Linked DNA regions of Sus scrofa: region 1 is linked to region 2. The links are chromatin contacts, called in public HiChIP or PLAC-seq maps. All regions are on one chromosome and are shown on one strand. Each heading gives the region's core, a stretch centred on a gene start, on an enhancer-like site or on the middle of the called end of the contact. The rest is flanking DNA. Distances are from core to core; before and after follow the strand shown.

Region 1 (2,916 bases), core at 408-2,907, 970 kb before region 2:
GGTAGCATCGAGTAGGCAGAAGATGAGCGGATTATATCTATTCCGAAGGGACAAAGACCATTTGGAGTGCCCTGCCATAAACAAGTGTAATAGAAAACCAAAAGGAATAAAACTGAACACTTATCATCCTCCAGCATTCATAATTGCCATTTTCCCAACAGAGAACATAATGCCTTTTTGACCAAGAGTTTACCTTCCTGAGAGGCCTCTGTTAAGAGTGTTGCCAGCATCAGCAATGTTCCTTCTATGGGCTAGGCTGACCTACATTCTTTCTTTTTTTTTTTTTTTTTTAGGGCTGCACCCTCAGAATATGGAAATTCCCAGGCTAGGGGTCAAATTGGAGCTGCAGCTGCCAGCCACAGCCACAGCCACACTGGGTGGCTTTAACCCACTCAGCAAGGCCAGGGATCAAACATGCATCCTCATGAATAGTAGTCAGGTTCTTAACCTGCTGAGCCACAAGGGGAACACTGGGTCCATGTTCTCCTCCTTTTATTTTATTTTATTTTATTTATTTTGTCTTTTTAGGACCACACCGATGGCATATGGAGGTTCTCAGGCTAGGGTCGAATTGGACCCTAGGCAATACCACAGCCATAGCAACGCCAGATCCAAGCCGCATCTTTGATCTACACCACAGCTCACAGCAACACCAGATCCTCAACCCACTGAGCAAAGCCAGGGATCAAACCTGCATCCCCAGAATACTAGTCAGATTTATTTTTGCTGAGCTACAATGGGAACTCCCAGACCTACATTCTTTTTAAATTTTTTTTGTATTTTCTAGGGCCACTCCCTTGGCATATGGAGGTTTCCAGGCTAAGGGTCCGATCGGAGCTGTAGCTGCCAGCCTACACCACAGCCAGAGCAACGCGGGATCCTTAGCCCACTGAGCGAGGCCAGGGATCGAACCGGCAACCTCATGGTTCCTAGTCAGATTTGTTAACCATTGAGCCACGTCGGGAACGCCAGACCTACGTTCTTTTAATTAAGGAATGTGTTGATTATTTTAGGACATCAAGAGCTAGAGACTAGTGAAAGGGATATTTTTGTTGACTTTTCTTCTCTGTGGAAAGCATTGCTGAGCAGCATTCAGATATGATCTGTGTTGTTTTGCAGCTCTTTACCCCAAATGGGGTTGCTCTAGGACCCCTGACTGGAATGGCCTACATGGTCTTAGGGAGTGAGGACAGAAGTCATTTCTCTGCAGCTCTTGGCCAAGTCCTCTGAATACTATCAAGTTCCTTTGGCTACTACCCCTGGGGATCAAAGTGGAGTGTTCCTCTTTTTGACGTAGGCAGTCCCAGTGGAGAGGCTTCCTCTACAAGAAGATTTAAAGGACAAGTGAGGATAATTTTTAGACAGAGCCATTATTATAGAAATCTTGCATCCACTTCGTGTCCCCTGGTTACGAGAAGCAGAGTCTTCCGGAAGGGTTCATGCAGGGTCACTCACAGCTGTCAAATCCCAGTGGTTTCCCATGAGAAGGAAGAAACCATTAACTGTTGGAGGAGTGTGTGTGTGTGTGTGTGTGTGTGTGTGTTGGGGAGGCGGGGTGTTTGGGTCCATGAAGCAGAACTTGTTTGGGGCTGTCCAGCCCTTTTGCATCAGGTTATGCCAGTAAGAAGAAACACCAAATACTTCCCCTTGAACTGTAAGTGCTCCAGAAATACTGCTACTAGTGAGTCATGCCAGGGTGTAGTCAAAAAGCAACTCTAGACAGGAGAGAAGGAAAGGTGTTGGATTACGCCACGGTTGGAAGTTCCCTTGGCATAAATACTGAGCCTGGGAGCTCAGTCTTACGCTCTGGACTTGGCAGGATCCGGGGTCTCGAACACCATGTCCAGCCCTAAAGTTCCTGGTAAAGATGATCCTTGGAGGGAAGAGTGAACACACAGGTGCTGCAGTCTCCAAAATATGTCCTGGTCTGTCTTCAAAGTCCTCGTGCCAGGAGGGGACCTCTGTACTGTCTATTCTGGCCGCAGCACCTGGCCCGCAGCAGTGACCGACATCTGCTGGCTGGCTGAACATATGGGTGAGTGAGGCTAGACAAGGAGGCTGGAAGTTCCAGTTGCCTCGAGTCCTGCTGCCTGGTCTTCACCAGTGGCCATGCGGTGCTGTAACTCAGCACGGAGGGACCATGTGACAGAGGCTGCTATAGAGCACAGAGGTTCTGAGCTTAGAATCTGGGGTCAGACACATCTGGGCCCTAATCCTGGCTCTGCCACCTGTGTGACCTCAGACCAGTTACTTGGTCTTTTTTTTTGTCCTTTTAGGGCCACACCCTCGGCATATAGAAGTTCCCAGGCTAGAGATTGAATCAAGTCCATAGCCACCAGCCTACGCCACCCACTGCAACGCCAGGTCTGGGCCACGTCTGACCTACACCACAGTTCACGGCAATGCTGGATCCTTAACCCACTGAGTGAGGCCAGGGATTGAACCTGCGTCCTCATGGTTCCTAGTCAGATTCATTTCTGCTGAGCCACATCAGGAACTCCCAGCTACCTGGTCTTTGATTTCCATTTCCTCACATAGAAAGTGGATATAACAAAATCTTCGGGAGTTCCCATTGTGGCTCTGTGGTAACAAACCTGACTAGTATCCATGAGGTTGTGGGTTCGACCCTGGGCCTCACTCAGTGGGTTAAGGATCCAGTGCTGCAGTGAGCTGTGGTGGTGTTGTGACGGTGGCGTAGGCCGGCAGCTATAGTTCCAATTGGACCCCTAGCCTGGGAACCTCCATATGCTGCGGGTACAGTCCTAAAAAGACACGCACAAAAAAACCCTTCCTCATTTGGCCATCAGGAGAATAAGCTAAGATAATGCCTATCAACACTTTTGTTCTGTCCCTAGCACACAGGAAGTTCTCAGTGGGCCCATGTGGGATTCTCTGCATTGGCCGCTGCAATGCTAC
Region 2 (2,955 bases), core at 187-2,686:
AAGTTTCATTCCATTGATAGTTATACTGCTATTTTAAATACACAGAGTCAAAAATGATTAAATCAGAGTTCCCTCATAGCCCAGCATGTTAAGAATCTGGTGTTGTCACTGCAGTGGCTCGAGTTGCTGCTGCGGGGCAGGTTTGATCTCTATACTGGGAACTTTTATATGCCATGGGTGCAGCCAAAAAAAAAAAAAAAAAAGACTGAATCAAAACCACCAAACATTTCAATTTTAATGAGATCTGAAAGCTGTAATTTAGCTAAATACTTTCAAAAGATGAGGTCAAGATGAACATTGTGGTGATTAGATATATTCATCTTGATATAAATATCAAGAGTGTCCAATGTTTCAGGATGAAAATGAGATGATATTCTTAGAAATAGGAAAACATTCAACTCCCACCAAAGCTGGATCATGATCACTAAGTGCAAGTGAATAACGAAGACCTCTTATAATTTAGGCATTCGCTCAGTTAATAAATGTTGATTGATCACTTATAGAATAGTGATTCAAGGCATGGGCTTCAGAGCCAGACTGCCTGGATCTAAATTTCCACTCCATCACCAAGTAGAGTTCTGATTCTGTGTATTAGTCGAGATAAGTTAGGTTTGCTATGATGTTTGAGTCTGTTTGGGCTGCTATAACAAAAATACCATAGACTGGGTGGTTTATAAACAAATACTTGTCTCTCATAATTCTGGAGACTGAGAAGTCCAAGATCAAGGTCCTGGCAGATTCAGTGTCAGATAGGAGCCTGTTCCCAGGTTCATAAACAGCTATCATCTTGCTGCGTCCTCACATGGCAGAAAGGGTGAGGGAGCTTACCTGGGTCTCGTGTGTGTGTGTGTGTGTGTGTGTGTGTGTGTGTGTGTGTGTGTGTGTGTAGCTTTTTAGGGCCACACCAGATGCATATGGAATTTCCCAGACTTTGGGCCTACGCCACAGCCACAGCAACGCAGAACCCGACTCTCATGGATGCTAGTCAAATACATCTCTGCTGCGCCACGATGGGAACTCCCTTGGGTATTTTGTATAAGGGCACTGATCCTCTTCAAGAGGGCTTTGCCTATCACTTCCTAAAGGCCCTATCTTCCAGTACCATCACATTAGGGATTAGATTTCAGTATATGAGTTGGGGAGGTAGGGGGCTAAACATCAGTCTATAGCAAATGCTAACAGGTCAGAACCAAAATCTCAGTGACTTAAATCTTCGGCGTTTATTTCTCACTCATACTACGTTTCTATTGTGAGGGAGAAGGAGCTGTACTCTCATCTTCACTCAGAGATCCAGAGTGAAGGAGGCTCTAGTGTCTTGTAGCTGTTTAAGCACCGGAGGGTCTCATACCATCCATTCACTGCTTTAGCAGAGAAGTGCCCTAGAGCACAGAAGTGACACATATCAATTCTATTCTTAGTTCATTGACCTTTCCTAGCCACAAGGCCATCTCACTGTAACAAGGTAGGAAAATGATTCTCCTACATGCTTAGAAAGGTAAGAGACCAGGGACAGTGAGCACTAAAAGCCTCTATGACATTTTGGGCATATTACGTCATCTCTTTGTGGCTCCATTTCTTCATCTAAAGAATGAAGATAATAATGGTATCTTACTTGTAAAGTTGTGGGGATTAAGGCCATATACATAAAGCACATTTAACACCTAATATTCGACAAGTGCTATTACTATTAGGTACTAGTCATTATGCTAAGCAAAAGGACAAAAAAGCTGAATTAGATAGCTCTCTCCACCCTGGGAGTTCACACATTCGCAGAGAATACAGACATATAAGTTAATAATTCCACAGGAAATCTGATTAATATAACTCAGGTAAAATATTTTGATTCTTTCTTTCTTTTTTTTTTTTTTTTTTGGTCTTTTGTCTTTTGTCTTTTTGAGGGCTGTACCCATGGCATGTGGAGGTTCCCAGGCTAGGGATCTAATCAGAGCTGTAGCCTGCTGGCCTACTCCACAGCCACAGCATCACCAGATCCGAGCTGTTTCTGTAACCTACACCAGAGCTCACGGCAACGCCAGATCCTTAACCCACTGAGTGAGGCCAGGGATCAAACCCACAACTTCATGGTTCCTAGTTGGATTTGTTTCCGCTGTGCCACGACTCGAACTCCAATACCTTGGTTCTGATTACTCAGGAGTGCAGAAAGGCAGAGCCTCATGGGAAAGTAGTACATAGGCTGCAGAATCAGGCATATCTTGGTTTGACCCTTAGCTTGGCCAATTACTGGATGTGACTTAGACTAGTGACCTGAACTCTCTAAGCCTCAGAATCCCCTCTGTAAAATGATGAACTCAAAAACATTCATCTGCGGTTGGTTATAAGGATTAAATGGTAAGCAAGTAGCATAATGTACAATAGGCAGTTTGATTAATAGGAACTATTATCTGAAATATATGTCTCAACATTCTAGGATGTTGAAACTGTTCCTACTGTTCTATTCATTTCAAGCCAGTAAACATGCATAGAGGTCCTATGTGCCTATCCAGACTCAATGGGAAAAGTTAATTTTGCTAGCTGTCTTCTTTGGGTCACATCCGTTTAAAGAAAAAAATGAAAAATAACAATAAACAAGGCAAATAAAATCCTACATGATCCAGAGCAATACATTTTCTGTCTTTTTTTTTTTTTTTTTTTTTTTTGCCATTTCTTGGGCTGCTCCCTCAGCATATGGAGGTTCCCGGGCTAGGGGTCGAATCAGAGCTGTAGCTGCTGGCCTACACCAGAGCGACAGCAACGCAGGATCCGAGCTGTGTCTGTGACCTACACCACAGCTCACAGCAACACCGGATCCTTAACCCACTGAGCGAAGCCAGGGATCGAACCTGCAACCTCATGGTTCCTAGTCCGATTTGTTAACCACTGTGCTACGACGGGAACTCCCAGAGCAATATATTTCTTGATCTAACCCTCCTCTTTTTCCTGTAGCTATTCTCTCCA

What was found. HiChIP or PLAC-seq counts read pairs in DNA pulled down with a chosen protein or histone mark.
Region 1: an H3K27ac HiChIP or PLAC-seq map of skeletal muscle shows a contact between it and region 2, with 6 times the contacts expected there. The contact joins two enhancer-like sites. A contact is called at or near these places in 1 of 5 promoter capture datasets (fetal skeletal muscle) and 1 of 2 datasets of contacts at active chromatin or transcription factors (skeletal muscle).

The regions. Positions count from the first base shown.
Region 1 is chr2:48,564,437-48,567,352 of Sscrofa11.1, reverse strand. No RefSeq gene overlaps it. Among named protein-coding and RNA genes, the nearest start is that of ZBED5, 58 kb to the left of the region's middle. Within about 2 kb of position 1,657, at least 18 of the 83 cell types and tissues checked have an H3K27ac peak or open chromatin away from gene starts, as enhancers often do. A contact at or near this core is called in skeletal muscle, where this site is marked.
Region 2 is chr2:47,597,127-47,600,081 of Sscrofa11.1, reverse strand. No RefSeq gene overlaps it. Among named protein-coding and RNA genes, the nearest start is that of USP47, 15 kb to the right of the region's middle. Within about 2 kb of position 1,436, at least 1 of the 83 cell types and tissues checked has an H3K27ac peak or open chromatin away from gene starts, as enhancers often do. A contact at or near this core is called in skeletal muscle, where this site is marked.